3 separate regions of the Mus musculus genome follow, and regions 2 and 3 are each linked to region 1. The links are chromatin contacts, called in public ChIA-PET and HiChIP or PLAC-seq maps. All regions are on one chromosome and are shown on one strand. The core of a region is the stretch at or near the end of the contact, and the rest is flanking DNA. Distances in the headings are between cores, read along the strand shown. Region 1 overlaps Rpgrip1 (retinitis pigmentosa GTPase regulator interacting protein 1). Region 2 holds the start of Tmem253 (transmembrane protein 253). Region 3 holds the start of Chd8 (chromodomain helicase DNA binding protein 8).

What was found. ChIA-PET counts read pairs in DNA pulled down with a chosen protein or histone mark. HiChIP or PLAC-seq counts read pairs in DNA pulled down with a chosen protein or histone mark.
Region 2: a contact with region 1 is called in an RNA polymerase II ChIA-PET map of memory CD8 T cells, with 49 read pairs. The contact joins the promoter of Tmem253 here to the enhancer-like site in region 1. A contact is called at or near these places in 2 of 39 promoter capture datasets (embryonic stem cells and macrophages), 7 of 115 datasets of contacts at active chromatin or transcription factors (double positive thymocytes, effector CD8 T cells, embryonic stem cells and 1 more) and 3 of 9 other capture datasets (adipose tissue, liver and pancreatic islet).
Region 3: a contact with region 1 is called in an H3K4me3 HiChIP or PLAC-seq map of bone marrow-derived macrophages, with 2.0 times the contacts expected there. The contact joins the promoter of Chd8 here to the enhancer-like site in region 1. A contact is called at or near these places in 1 of 484 Hi-C or Micro-C datasets (nephron progenitors), 4 of 115 datasets of contacts at active chromatin or transcription factors (the 230-238 cell line, bone marrow-derived macrophages and embryonic stem cells) and 4 of 9 other capture datasets (adipose tissue, embryonic stem cells, liver and 1 more).

Annotation. Positions count from the first base shown.
Region 1 is chr14:52,137,912-52,142,987 of GRCm38.p6, reverse strand. It overlaps Rpgrip1 (retinitis pigmentosa GTPase regulator interacting protein 1), which reads right to left. Exons shown (of 25, transcript NM_023879.3): 12 at 4,086-4,249; 13 at 2,289-2,432; 14 at 1,715-1,865. Among named protein-coding and RNA genes, the nearest start is that of Rpgrip1, 30 kb to the right of the region's middle. Within about 2 kb of position 2,252, at least 111 of the 459 cell types and tissues checked have an H3K27ac peak or open chromatin away from gene starts, as enhancers often do. A contact at or near this core is called in the 230-238 cell line, bone marrow-derived macrophages, double positive thymocytes and 2 more, where this site is marked.
Region 2 is chr14:52,014,916-52,019,991 of GRCm38.p6, reverse strand. Tmem253 (transmembrane protein 253) reads right to left here and starts at 3,127. Exons shown (of 7, transcript NM_001033805.3): 1 at 3,051-3,127; 2 at 2,795-2,936; 3 at 2,131-2,241; 4 at 1,982-2,038; 5 at 1,340-1,450; 6 at 1,114-1,260; 7 at 205-786. The coding sequence starts at 2,902. The coding sequence ends at 706. The region is part of intron 1 of Zfp219 (zinc finger protein 219); the gene reads left to right.
Region 3 is chr14:52,255,602-52,260,677 of GRCm38.p6, reverse strand. It overlaps Chd8 (chromodomain helicase DNA binding protein 8), which reads left to right and starts at 2,918. Exons shown (of 38, transcript NM_201637.3): 1 at 2,918-3,000.

The DNA.
Region 1 (5,076 bases), core at 1,003-3,502:
CATGTCAATCTCTGTGAGTTCAAGGCTATCCTGAGTTCAAGGCTATCCTGATTTACACAGTGAGTTCAAGGACAGCCAGAGGGGGGAAATAATACAAAAAAAAAGTAACACAGAACACTAGTTCTGTGAACACTAGTTGATTAATATTTTCCTTTTTGTTGTTTTGTTTTGTATTTGTTTGTTTTAGACAGAGTCTCATTGTGTTGGCTGGCCTTGAACTCATAGAGATCTGTGTGCCCCTGCCTCCAAGTTCTGGAGATTAAAGGCAAAGTGCCACCTCACCCAGCTAATTGATGTTTTCTTCAGTTATAAGATTTGATCTAGCCAAGCAGCCAATCTGCCTCTGCACTCCAGAGGCAGATTTAGGCAGATCTCTGTGAGTTCAAGTTCCAGGTCAGCCAGGGTTACACAGAGACGAATCTAAATAGATAGATAGATAGATAGATAGATAGATAGATAGATAGATAGATAGATAGATAGATAGACAGACAGACAGATAGATAGATAAGACATGACTTAATATAATATGTTTAAATTGGCATTAACAACACAAAGCTAATAGTCTTACATATAAGGAAGTACAAATCAGAGATACCGTTAAATCATAGGGGAAAGGTAGAGGTAGGGATAGGCAATTCTCAGAAGAAATAATGTGGGCTGCGGAGATGGCTCAGCGATTAAGGAGCACTAGCTGCTCTTCCAGAGGTCCTGAGCTCAATTCCAGCAACCACGTGGTGGCTCACAACCTATAAGGAAGCCTGATGTCCTCCTTTGCAGGCATATACATACGAATGGCGCATTCACATAAATAATCTTAAACAAATAATAAAATCTTAAAAAAAAAAAACAGTACAGCTAAGTGGTATGCGTGGGAAAGCTGTTCAGCTTTGGCAGGAATCTGCACAGAAAGTGAAAACAAATGAACCCGCAGATGTAGGTAAGGGTGCTTACCCTGAGAGTCCTTGAGTCTAAGCCATGAGGATTCAGTGCAAGGGAGGACTGCCCGTTTATTTGGCAGCAGTCTTACCAGACTCAGGGTGTGGTAAACTCGCCCCCCACCCCCACTACTTCCCTGTACTCTAGGGCTGTGCTCATGAGGGAACCTGCTCTTCCCAGAAAGGAGCACCGCTTCACTGAGCTCCATGTGTGCTGATGTCGTGCCCTGCCTTCTGCTTTAAGTCTCAGACTGTGGTGAGTTTGCTAGGGTGAGTCGTCTCTCTCCCGAGTGCATAGTGAGGAACCCTACTTCTTAAACTCAAGGTTGAGAGTGGATCCTGTTCTGTAGTGACCATCGGAACACACTGGCAACGCCTGCCCTGCCTCTGCCTACGTCCTTAAATCTCAACAAAGATTTTAGAGAGAGATCTCAGGAAAAGATGAGAGGAAATGCGTGACAAGGGTGCATTACCTGGCAAGACCTGCCGTAGGCTAATACGCACAGATTCACAAAATGACAGAGGAAAGGAGAGATTCACCAGCCTTGGGGTCAGTCACCCTCAATGACACTCTTCCAACCACCCGGAAGCACGGCTGCCCTGTGGAAATTCTCCAGAAAAAAAAATCAGAGATTTGCACTGAGCAGAAGAGGAAAGGAAGTTACAAACCAACCATGAGGTGAGAGAGGATGAGAGCAGAAAGAGAGAAAGTCAGGAGGATTGGGTCGCTGTTAGTCACATGACATCACCCAAGATGGAAACAAAGTACTAAGACTTGCCAGATGTTGGAAGGCCGTGGCTTCTTAAAATACCTTCCAGCTGTTTGATGCGGCTGTTCTTGAAGTCCAGGAGGTGATTCAGCCGCTCCAGTTTCTCTTCGTGGTCCCTGTTTTCCCTGTCAGCTTTTGTCAGTGTTGCCTCCAGCTCCTCCTGAAACAAAATAAGAACTGAACTTTCCTCTCTGTGTCGCAGAACCCAAGAGCCCTGACTCTAAAAACTGGACCTGGCTGGAGTAGGAAGATTGATGACCTCCTCAGCAGGGCAGGTTCCGCCCAGGAAGGAAGCTCAGGCTTTCTAAGACCCTTCACTCGCGGCTGCACCTGTGGCACCTTGGGTAATTGCGTCCCTAGGACTTTGGGGGAAAATGAACCCAGAAGTTTGGCACTTGCCGTTTTATGAGCTCCCCCTTAGCTGACTTCTGGGGCCAGGTGCCTGGGCATGTGTGAGTGAGTCCGGAGGCGCCTCCATAGGAAGGAAGCGCGTTGCTAACCACCAGCCCCAGACCCCAAGCCATGCTTGCTCCCGGGTGTGTGTGAGTCTCAGCTGCCCAGCTTCCTGGCCCATGCTCTGCACCTGATAACACATGTTGATTTTGCGCTGCAGAAGAAGCATATCTCTGGTTTTTTCCAGTTCCAGTGTGGTCTCTGCATGTGACACTTGCAGCTCGCTTAGCACCTGGGATAAGTCATTCTCGTCTTGAGCTTTTGGTTCACTGGACTAGACAGCGAAAAACATTGGTAAAAGCGGTTGGTGAGAGTTGTAAAACGCCAGCAACAATGTCTTCTCCAGAACGCACAAGATTTGTGCCACTTCACAAGGGCCCTCTTCCCCGTACTGCCCAGCCCCCAGTCAGTGTGTCACAGCAGAGTGGTGACAGTTTTCAAATGACAGTTTGGAGGCTAGCAGGATGGCTCAGACTTGAGCTGAGCAAGCTTGGTGACCCGAGTTCAGTCTCTGAAACCCACATAGAAGAGTTGGGAGAGAAACAACTCCACAAAGGTGTCCTCTGACCCCCCACAAATGTACCACGTGTGGCACATGCACCCACCCACAAAATTGTAACGAATAAAAGCAAAATGGCAGTTTGCCCTTCACGTGATCATTCCAAGTTCACACCTAAAGACTGTAGGGACAGGAGAGACAGCTCAGTGGTTAGGAGCACTGGCTGCTGCTTCAGAAAACCCAGATATAATTCCTAGAACCCATGTGGCAGCTCCCAATTGTCTATAACTCTAGTTTCAGGGGACTCAGTGTCCTCTTCTGACCTTCATGGGCACTGCACACATGTGGAACACACACATACATGCAAGCAAAGCACTCACATGCATAAAAATATATATAAATAAGTAAATCTTTAAAAACTAAACAAAGGGACTGGAGAGATGGGTCAATGATTAAGAGCGCCTATTACTCTTGGAGGACCCAGGTTTGGTTCCCAGCACCCACGTGGTAGTTCACAACCATCCATAACTCCAGTCCTAGAAAAATCTAATGTCCTCTTCTGGCTGCCATGGGCTCCAAGTACACACATGATATGCAGACATTCATGCAGACATAATACTCTCATATTAAATAAAAGATAAATACATCTTTTTAAAAAACACTTTCTACAAATACAACTTTTTTTATTAATGCATATGAGTGCTCTACTGCATGTATACCTGCAGGCCAGAAGAGGGACTCAGATGCCATTACAGATGGTTATGAGCCATCATGTGATCACTGGGAATTGAACTCAGGACCTCTGGAAGAGAAGAGCAGTCAGTGCTCTTAACAGCTGAGCCATCTCTCCAGTGCTAGTAAATACAACTTTAAAAATTTTTTGTTTCATATGCATCAGTATTTTGCTTGCATATATGTCAGATTCCTTGGAGATGGAATTACAGATAGTTGCTAGCCTGCTATGTTTGTGCTGGGAATTGAACTTGGGTCCCCTGGAAGAGCACTCAGTGTTCTTAACTGTTGAAGCATCTCTCCAGCCCTCCTTTTAAAAACTTTTTTTAAAAAAAAGATTTATTTATTTACTATATATGTAAGTACACTGTAGCTGTCTTCAGACACACCAGAAGAGGGCATCAGATTTCATTATGGATGGTTGTGAGTCACCATGTGGTTGCTGGGATTTGAACTCAGGACCTTCGGAAGAGCAGTCAGTGCTCTTACCTGCTGAGCCATCTCACCAGCCCTTAAAAACTTTTAATGAAAACTTATGAGCTCTAAGCACGGGGTACTGGGTGGGGCTCACTAAACCCTGCCTGTCAGCTGGCTCAGCACTTTTTAAATCCCATTCTCAATCAGGACAGAGTGTTGATCCTGTAGTTTTCCCCTGGGGGTTTCTGCCAGAAACCTCTCAGCAGAGTGACTGTTTACCTCTCTCTGATCTGTCTGTGGGAGTAGAGTGGGCTGAGCAGCCAGTTCACACAGCTCTTCTGGAGATGAGGCTACAGTGGCAGTTGACTGAAGGCTCTCTTCTTCCTGTTCATGCTGGTAAAGGATGTCGGTGTCTTGAAACTTCAGCTTTCCATCTTGAGCTGCTGAAAAAGAAATCCGGGGAACTGAACCCAGTTATTGGCAACCATAGTCAGCATTGAGCCAAGTGTGAAATAACATCTGGCTCGACAGCTTCATTTTGTACCAAAAAAGCAGTTCTCTTTTGCTGAGACAAAAGGGCCCCTGGCCCACTTGACTCAGTCAGTGGACGTTGTGCTTCTAAGGTAAGATCAGAGGAGAGAAGAGCACCCAAGGAATTGTGGGATGGAGAGGGAAACACACACAATAGGACCGTCACGTGGCTGACTGGGACTGGCCAGTGGTATGTTTTAGGGCAGGTGGAATGGGGTCAGGGGATCATGCAGATAATGAACCCGAGGGTCTTACACATTCAAAAGCACTCTACCAATGGAATGAAATCCCCCAACCAAATAATACTTTTTTGATAGAACCACCCAAGCCAGTCTCTCACCAACTTGACTCCATTGTGACTTCTAGCCATTAAGTAGCCCCCATCTCCATACCCACCCTGACTGGGAATTATGTGTATGTCTCAGGGAAGGAAAGCTATTGCTGTCCAAGGTGCAGAGATATCAGAGACGTTACACCAGATCTCTTCTGATCTTACAAGACTTAGTTCACATGTATAGCACGGTGCTTGGCTTCCTTACTGTATGGCTTCTGCCTGCAGGCTCTTGCTGCTTTGCTTTGTTTGAGACAGACAGAGTCTCACTACATAGCCCAGGCTAGCTTCAAATTTTCAGTCCTTCTGCTACGTCCTAGGTGGGGGGCGAAGGCAGGGGATCCTACTGTCTTGTATTTCTTCTCCTATGCTTTTTTACTTGAATATACTAGAATCTAAAGGACAATG
Region 2 (5,076 bases), core at 1,878-4,377, 120 kb after region 1:
CCGACCCCCAGCCTTTGTCAGTACCGGCAGCTGCGGGCACGAGGGCTAGAGACCCGCAGCCGGTGGCGGTGACCTGGCCGCGGTGGCGGCGCCTCTGTGCGCGACGGCCCTCCCGGCGCCTCCCCGCACGCGGGGCCAGTGGTCGCGTCCGAGGAAAACTCGGCTAGGCCTTGCTCCCAGCGCCTGGCGTCACTCAGCAGATGCACAGCGCCCCCGCCGCCGAGGGAAGGCTCTTTATTTTGCAGTAGGTCACGGGGTAGCGGGGCATCCTGGGATTTGTAGTCTCGGGTGAATTAGGCAGGACCCGGATCCAAGGGAGACCTGGAGCACAACCGACGCGGATTCTGGGTTGGCTGGTGCAGCAACCCGGCTTGGAGTGGATGGGATTGTGAAAGGTGAACAGTGAGAGGAGGCAGATGTGAAATGAAGCTGGATGGAGAGGCAGGGAGGAAGAAGTCGAAGAATGCAAGGGAGGAAGCTGCTTGACGAGGCGTGAGGTGAGGGAGGTCTCTAGTCCAGAAATTATCTCCCTCTAGTGGGGAAGAGAAGAGAAATGGGCCTGGGTTGAGGGGAAATTGAGGGCACTCTGGGCTTCAGGCACATTCTGGGGGAAGTCCAGTTATAGTCCAAGGGAGGTGCAAGACGCAGAAGTGCCTGGAGATGTCCCCCTTGGCGTAGGGGGACAGTGGCACCTGTCTTGCCCACTCACTCATCCGTCCTATTTCCTGTGCTAGCCACCACGGGACCATTCTCCAAACCAGAAACCTCCTCCATCTCAGAGAGGCCCTGAAAACAGATGCGAGCAAATTTTGGGGTCAACCAAGGGGAAACCCCGGGTAGAAGCAACCCCCTTCCAGTTTTTCCAGTCTTTCCAATAGTACATTATGGCAGCTTCCTAACGTTTATGCACGCGTGTAGCTCCAGTCATTAAATACCCAATTCTTTCACAAACATCATTAGGGAACTAACGTCCAATGCCAGAAAGCCAATCAGTTTCAGCCCTTCACTTCCCTACGGCCCTACTATGTGCTCTTAAGCCTACAGACAAGGACAGCCAGATTAAAAGTTAGCTGGAAGCTGGCTGCTTCATGCTTTCCTCCCTGTACCCCCTACCTCCTGTAGCTCCCGGTACTGCAGCCTTGACCTCTTGAAGTATCCAGGCTTCCTCTGGCTCAGCAAGAACAGGGCATATGTGGAGACCAGCACTCCCGCTAGGGTGAAGGCCTCCGCGCTCAGCTCCAGCACCAGCAACCCTGTCGACTGCAGGTCGTAGGGTGAGGATGCTTTTGTGGGTATAGCCCCTGTTTTCTTCTGCCCTTCCGCCTTCATTTACCAGTACCTGGGAGGAGTCCATAGAGGCAGTTCCCAAGGCTGTCTTCATCACCTCTATCACCACCGCAACGAAGCCCAAGATCAGGTTGAAGGTGTTGGATATCATCATGGCCCGCACCTACCAGTGAGCCAGCTCAGCCCTGACCAGCTTGGGAGACTCACTGCAAACTCAAACTCCACCTACGACCTAGCTGAAAACAAAACTCAGGCACAGGACTAGTGGAGGCCTGTAATCCCCGACACTTGGGAGGCTGAGGCAGGAGGATCAAAAGGTCAAGACCTGATTGAGCTACAGGATATGTTCAAGACCATCCTGAGTAACTTATGGGGGTGGGGGCTGAGGCTTTAGCCCAGGGCTAGTGTTTGCCTACTGCGCATGTGTTTCTGGGTTCAGTCTCACACACACACACACACACACACACACACACACACACACACACACACACCAAACAAGCAACTAACAAATGTCTGCTCCTATTTCCCTACTTTCAAACAGGATGGTTAGCTTTCTGACATTCTTACTTAATTGCTTCAGTCAGGGACAGACACCTGAGAGGATAAATCCCTTTTTTGGTTGAGGTGTGTGTGTGTGTGTGTGTGTGTGTGTGCACTGGGAGAATGGGAGGAGGCCTCTATTCTCTTGTCTCACCTTCCAGATGCAAGGTGCTCTTCGGAGTTCAAGGGTGATAATGCCAGTGAGGAGGCCCTAAATGGTTAGAAGGGCAAACTGTGAACTCTAGCTTTGTTAGAGAGGCCCCCCCCCAACCTTTCTCTCACCCTCCCTATGGTGGGTCTTACCGAGGCTCCGGGCCAAAGTGGCAGTGCTGTGACCAGGTGACAGGCAGAGGTCAAGCAGGAAACTGAGATAGTAAAGGGGACCATAGCTATTGCCAGCCACACTTGGCTCACCTGGAAGCCAGACAGGGCAGTTAGAGGGGACTACTGGGGACTTTTCCCTCTGCACAGTATTTTCCTCGTTTAGATATCATTAGTTAGGATAAATGCTTAGTAAAGTACCTGTGCGAAGGCAGACTAAAAATTGAGATTTTTTTTTTTTTGGTTTTTCGAGACAGGGTTTCTCTGTGTAACCCTGGCTGTCCTGGAATTCACTTTGTAGACCAGGCTGGCCTCGAACTCAGAAATCCGCCTGCCTCTGTCTCCTGAGTGCTGGGATTAAAGGCGTGCGCCACCACACCCAGCTAAAAAGTGAGATCAGAAATGAGATGCCCCTTTGTTCTTTCTGTCTCATTTTATAGTTCGCTTACCTTCATGTTTTCCCCAAAGGTAAAGGCAAGCTACTTGGAAATGAAGGGTTTTGCTTTGTTAATTTGTACATTTCTTTCTTCCCCCCACCCCCAGTCCCCAGCACAGTTTCTGGTGCATGGTTTGTGCTCACTGAACATGAGTGGAATTGAACTGTGTACAGTCAGCGAAAACCTGAAGCGGGGCAACCTGGCCTCACCGCCAGCACCAGTAGGCGTCCACTTTGCTTGTGTCTTGCCCAGTGCTGTAGCTTTTCCAGGCGAACGCTGGGTCTCTCCTGTCTTGGCTGATTAGCATTTTGATCCATTGCTCGCTTGACTGTAAGAGTGGTATTTCCTAGGCTGCAAAAAATTCATTATGGGGCTTTTCAGGAAATGGGAACACACAACATCTCTTTCATTGACCCCTCTGCCCACTCCTAATTCAGGGTTGAGGCCCAGAAACCTTACACCTACCTGAAGCGGTCACTCCAATGGGTTGCAACTCCGCTGGGTCACAGTACTCCTTAGGGGCCTGGTAGCTCAGAGCAGACAGTCTTTTCCTGGCACATAGTCTGTCAGAGAGCTGAGGTGTGGTGGGGCAAAGGTCACTATGAGGGCCTAAAGATTCAGGGAGTGGCCTTCCTAGACAGGAGCCTCAGCTCACTCCACTGGCCGGCCACCCAGCCTGCCTCAGTAGTCCCCCTTTATTGCCCTCTTTCTGCCCTTCCTCAGGGTTCACTTACTTCATCGCTCTGGACAAAATCGTCCTAGACCTCAGTCTCCCTTATTTCCATTCAGTCTTTGTTCTTTGGCTTCCTCCTCAAGTTACTCATTCTGCCCTAGTGAGAGTCTGTGTTACTGTCTGGATTGCTCCACTGGGAACCCTGTTCCCAGACCAGTTTTCATCCCCGCTCCCCTGGTTTCTCTGGGCAGTTTCTTTTCCTCACTTTTTTCTAAGGGTGACACTAAGGATCCATCCCAGGGTTTTGACTAGTTGATTAAAGGGAGGGAAAGCCTTGTACACTGGGGATTGTTTCTGACCCAGTGAAGACCCGGTACCTAGGTGCTGGTTTGGAAAAGATCTATACCAACAATATTTTTGCATTACAAAGGTCTCCAAAGGCCTGGGCTAGAATCGCAGTTCTGTCACCCTTTCAGGACCGTGACCTTGGCTACATTATTTTACCTAATTGAACTCCACTTCATTCCCTGATAATCAGAACTAACTACAATCTCCCCCTCCCCCAAAGGGAAGTTGATTCCTGGGTGGGTAGGGCGCCATTAATGGTGCTGAGAAGGTCATGTACAGATGTGATTGCTGTATGTGATTGCTGTACATATTACCACAGGGCTTGCCCAGAAGCTAAGGTGAGAACATTTATTTCCACATTTAAGAAAGAGAGCCAGCTGGCCTGAATGTATACCTTACCGAGCTAGTACAGGAAAGAGCCTGAGGTCTCGAGATGATACTCCCTGTGCCTGGGTCCCTGGTCTATCTGGCTGACCTCAGTCAAGTTGCTTAATCTGTTTCCTTATCTGTAAAAAGGAAATGAACAATACCAATCTCAAGGGGTTGCCTTGAGCATGAAGAGAAAATGCATAGGAATTAGCTTAGCCCGGTACACACCACAGAAGGAGGTGGCTATTATTTATAACCACCATAAATAAAAGAAACTGAGCCAGAAGATCCCAGGGAGCGGAGGCCCAGGAGGAAGGGGGAGAAAACTAGCTTTCCTCATGAGCCACTTCTGCCCTACTGCCCAGCCAACACCACTGGAGCACTGTATCCATGCTGATTTCCTGGGCACTGGGGACCCAAGTTTAAAGGGAACCAGACAAATTGTGCCTAGTTCCTGTCTTTTCAATCACCAAGAGAGTCGATTTTATTTAATGGCAAGGTTGAGATAGAGGCCTTACGATGTCCCTGAATTTGCAGGTCAGTGGAAGGAGAGAACCTACTTTTTCTGTAAATGGAGGTTATATGAGAGAGGATTACTGGAAAGATCTCATGCTGCTAAATACGTGAACAATCATCGAGTAAATATTGACTAAATCTGAGTATGCCACTTAGGAGTGTGCAACTACTGTTTGGGCTATAATCGTGCCGAGAGAAAGTAACACATCCCCTTCTCTCTGCATACCCCCAGTGTCGAGCACAGCGCCGGGTGCTTGGTAAGCACTCAGTAAATATTGTTGCATTGAAGAGCCATTAAAGTGTCTTAAAGAACGGAAAATAGAATTCGTGAAGCAGGAGCGAGAAGTGTTTATCAAGACCGGCAAAGGCGGAAGAGTAACTTTAATAATGTTTCTTGTACGGCAGACATTAACTATCTCTATAATCGCCCCTCCTCCTCTCCCAAAAGAGAGACAAATTGTAAGGGAGAGGCTTTGAGATAAAACCCCAGGAAGAACTTCCCGAGCCTGTGCATGTTGGGGCAGAAGCAGCGGCAGAGCCAACTCCTTCCCTGGTATGTCCGGGTCTAGGGTGGGAGGGGCAGCC
Region 3 (5,076 bases), core at 1,669-4,168, 120 kb before region 1:
AGCTCCTCATAAAATATTGACACAACACCCTTCCCCTTTGGTTTTGTTGGTCTTTTCTTTCTTTCTTTCTTTCTTTCTTTCTTTCTTTCTTTCTTTCTTTCTTTCTTTCTTTCTTCCTTCCTTCCTTCCTTCCTTCCTTCCTTCCTTCCTTCCTTTCTTTCTTTCTTTCTTTCTTTCTTTCTTTCTTTCTTTCTTTTTTTTTTTTAGGGCTGTCCTGGAACTCACTTTGTAGACCAGGCTGGCCTCAAACTCAGAAATCCACCTGTCTCTGCCTTCCAAATGCTGGGATTAAAGGCATTCGCCACCACTCCCCGCCTGCTGTTTTGTTTTTCAAGACACGATTTCTCTGTGTAGGCCTGGCTGTCCTGGAACTTGCTTTATAGAAGACCAGGCTGTCCTTGACCTCAGAGATCTACCTGCCTCTGGCTCCCTACTACTGGAATTAAAGGTATAGGCACAATTATGTTACTGCTTGAAAAATTATTTTAATCATTGAAATGTCTCTTTAAAAAGTGTATTTTAACGATGTTTGATGGGTGAGAGAGATAGATTAGGAGCTGAGCATGAACTGGTCATGCAGAGGACCAGAGTTCAGTTCCTTGCCACACATGTCCACTGTAATTCCAGTCCCAAGGGAAACCCACATCTCTGCTCTCTGGCCCAACCAGTGCTCATGCACATACATATACACAAAATTAAAAATATAATAGAAAAACTGTTTTCTTTGTGTACTCCTGGCTGTCCTGGAACTAGTTCTGTAGATCAGAGCTCAGAGATCGGCCTGCATCTGCCTCCCAAATCCTAGGATTAAAGGCGTGCCCTGCAATAAATCTCTCTCTCTCTTTTTTTTTTTTTTCTTTTTTGGTTTTTTAAGACAGGGTTTCTCCGTATAGCCCTGGCTGTCCTGGAACTCACTTTGTAGACCAGGCTGGCCTCGAACTCAGAAATCTGCCTGCCTCTGTCTCACGAGTGCTGGAATTAAAGGCGTGCGGCCACCACGCCCGGCTAATAAATCTCACTCACACACATTAAAATCTAAAAAATATATCTTTAAAAACAACAATGGGCTGGAGAGATGGCTCAGTGGTTAAGAGCACTGACTGCTCTTCCAAAGGTCCTGAGTTCAAATCCCAGCAACCACATGGTGGTTCACAACCATCTGTAATGAGATCTGATGCCCTCTTCTGGGGTGCCTGAAGACAGCTACAGTGTACTTACATATAATAAATAAATAAATCTTAAAAATAAGAAAAAGAAAATCTATGGGCAAACTGAGGCACATGAGTCAGAACCCTGGGCCTGATGTTCAGGGACCCTCTACTTTCATGTTAGCCCCAGGAGTCAGCGGGTCTCCCTATACCTCAGTTTCCCCAGAGGGAAGTAGCACAGCAAATATGGTTGTCTCTCCATCTATGATAGTCTAGTTCCAGGATCCCCCCAAACCACATGGATAACAAAATCTGTGGGCACCAAAGTCCCTCAGGAACAGAGATGTATATTTACAAACTACCTACACACGTTGTTCTCAACACTGCGATCATTTCTGATTCTACCTAAAACAGTGCGGGTGATGTGCAAATAGTTGACAAATTATATTGTTTAGGGAAAATGACAAGAGCAAAGTTTATAAAAATAAATAAATCTCTTTAAAAACAAATTTTGCAGGTTTTGCTGTGTTGCTCAAGCTTCCTTCAGGTTTGTTTGTTTGTTTGGGGGGGGGGGGTTGGTTCAAGACAGGGTTTCTCTGTGTAGCCCAGGCTGTCCTGGAACTCACTTTGTAGACCAGGCTGGCTTCGAAATCAGAAATCCGCCTGCCTCTGCTTCTCGAGAGCTGGGATTAAAAGCCTGCACCACCACGCCCGGCTTCCTCGAGTTTTCTAATACTGGTATTTAAACAAACAAACAACAACCAAAAAACCCTTCTTGTATGGAAATGTAGTCGGCAGAACTTTAGAAAATGCAGGAACACCTTTCTCAGTGTAGTTTGACCTATGGTGAAATTTTGCTTCTTTCCAGAATAAATGACTCCGTCAGTGTACCTCTGATAAGTCTTGTTTCCCAGTGTGTATTCGTGCGTAGTAATTGGAACTATTGGTAAATTTAAGGTCCTTTGCTTTTTAAGTGAAATTCCTCACTCCCGATATTACTAAATGACTCAGAATTTTGGGTTGCTAAAATCGGAACACTGGTCTAGGGCGTGGTAGCTCATGCCTCAAATACCATATCTCTGTGTTTAACGCCAGCCTGATATATTGAGACCCTGTCTCAAAAAAACAAACAAAACTCTAATACTGGAAAATCTGAAACGTGCATAGATAAGCAAGTAGAATGGCTATAAAACCCGTGTCGATTATGTGTTGATAATCCTGCTTGTCAAGGATCACCCTAGAAGTGGCATTCAGAAAAACTGATCGTTGGCTTCTTTGATAAACCAGCATCATTCCTACGTTTAAGAGGTGGTGGGGCTTGTTTCCAGTCTTGTTCAACGTTTTTCCAGAGTTCCTCCCCATGACTGACAGGCATCCTGAGTACATGAGAGGAGGGCATGTAGGGGCTGGACCAAAACGGACCAACAGAACTCCAAAAAGGCCTTCACATTCCTATACGTAATCGTGGGAGATCACCAAGCCAGTCGACCCAAGATGGCCTCCCGAGACAGGTAGCAGGTGCTGTCCGGGTTTGCAGCGCCCCCAGCGGCGGGGGTCAGAGGCCTGGCCTGCCAGCCCGCCGCCCGCTCCGATTTCCAAGCAGGCATATCTGCGGTTGCCTACGTACCCTTCCCAGCCTCAGGCCCTCCCAGCCTTCGGAGACTTCCTGGATGGCGCCCGGCTCCGGCCACGCCATTGGTAGATGGAGGGCGGTGGGCGGGCCCAGGCGCATGGAGGACTAGCAAGCTTGCTTGCGGCGAGGGCTGGCCGTGCTCCGCCGGAAGGCGCCTTGTTCTCCCGGACGGTGGGTTGCAACTCTTGCCCAGGGAAGGAAGCCGCAGGACTGGCTCAGGTAAGCCTGCGGCACGCGCGGCTCCACCAAGCCTCGTCGGAGCCTGGGCGGGTAGTGGGTGGGGTAACAACGTCCTCGCTTGCTCGCTCGCTCGCACCCATGCGGGTGCAGCGCCGAGCGGTGATCAGGTGCGGGATGCTCGGGGCTGAACCACTCTCCTTTGTGAGAGGCAGGCGCTGGGGACCGGACGGGCCGCGGGGCCGTGCTGGGACGGGCCGCGAGGGAGCTGCTAGGGCCAGCGTGGAGTTTTGGAGCTTGTCATGGCACTGCTGGGCGAGGCGCACATTCGAGACAGTTGCCTTTTTCTTCTTCCTCCTTTCCCAAGAAGAAAAACTCCCCTGCTCGGTTAGGTTACTCCATACGTTGGAGTCAGAAGTGCGAGGCCAGGGTTTTAGTTTGTTTTGGCTGGATTCTTTTTCCCTCTCCTCTCTTATCTTTAATGTTTTTAGTAAATGTGGGTAGGGAAGCCTGAGGTGAACGTGTTCGGATTTATTATGTTCCCAATTTCTGCGGGGCTGTTGCAAAGTAGAGGTGACGAGGAAACGAACAGCACAAGTCTTGTGTCTTCCTTGACAGGTCTGCAGAGCTCTTTGGTTTTCTGACACATTATGTAAACTCTTCACTAGAGGAGGACTGCCTCTTGGCGAATATTATTTAAAATTTGTTTTGGTTTTTTTGTGTCTTAATTTACCTGTTTCTAGTCGGCTTGCCATTGCTGCAGCTGTGCATACGCAGCAGCGCCTCTTTAAGGGGCAGTCCTGACGTCGTTAAAGGCTTCCCAGAGGAGGTATGTAGTGAACCAGTCTTCGCAGTGAGTGAGCAAAGTGAGCCAGAAGTCGGATTTTAAACGCTACGTAATTTTCTTTCAAAAGATAGACACAGTGAGACATCTCAGACACGAGTGAGGACCTTGCTTTAGCGATTTTGCTGCATTCTGCCATCACATCGATGTCCACAGAATCTCTGTTCTGAGTTTGTTAACTCAGAGACTGGCTTAGTGCCAACTGAGGTCGTTTTGGGGGGGCACATCAGATTCTAGGACATGGATTTGCAATTTGAATGTTTCCCTTATGTTGTTGCTGTTGTTTCTTTTGAAAGGATATCTGGCTTTCCATTTGTAGACCAGGTTGGCCTCTAACTCACTGAGATCTTCCTGCCTCTGCCTGGATTAAAGGCGTGCACCTCTGGCCCCTGCTGGGATATTGTCTTTTTGATTACAGAGTGTCTTCTGCCTAAAAATATCTTTTTATGGTCACCCTGCAGGTTCCACAAGTTGTAATCAATTTCTTAGGGCAGGAAGTGGGCAACTTCTTCTTCTTTTTTTTTTTTTTTTTTTTTTTGTTAACTTGTTTTTCCTTGGGTGTCATATCTTTTAGTAATGCTGGCCATTTGGGGCTGGGGGGGGGGGCTCTGAGATGAAGGATCCCACCACAACCCCTGATTATTTTACTTTGGTTTTTTGGAAACAGTCTCTCATAGTCCAGCTTGGCCTCCAACTCACTAATGACTTTGAAACCTTGGTCTTTATATCTCTACCTCCCAAGTTCTCAGATTATACAAATTCACTACTACCAAAATCTTGAAAATGGAAAACATTACTTGAACTGTCTTAGTTATTCCAGCTGTTAAGATAATAAAGGTTATGATAAGAAATACAGCAGAGTTCTACTTAAAAGCTGTTGCAAGTCAGAGTGGTATGACAAAGACTACCAGACAAGGCAAAGGATACTGGTCAGAGAGGAGAGAGACACACACACACAGAGACAGAAGAGACACCACCCGTCTGAACCCTCCCCACACCAAATAAAGGAGAAAGAGAAAAAGGCTCAACGAAGGCTTAAAGCTGTAATCTCAGAAGCGCAGGAATAAAGGATTTGGTGGAGGAATGCATAAATTAAGCTCTTGTCTTCCAAGTGTTTAATCTGTGTAGCTGGCTCTTTGATTTTTGTTTTTTCTTTCTTTTTTTTTTTTTTTTTTTTTTTGTTTTCCCCCAATTCTCAAACTGACCAGATCCTTTTAGAAGTAGATGGAGAATATAGCTGCTGAGCTGATTTTGTATTGCCAGAAGACATCCAT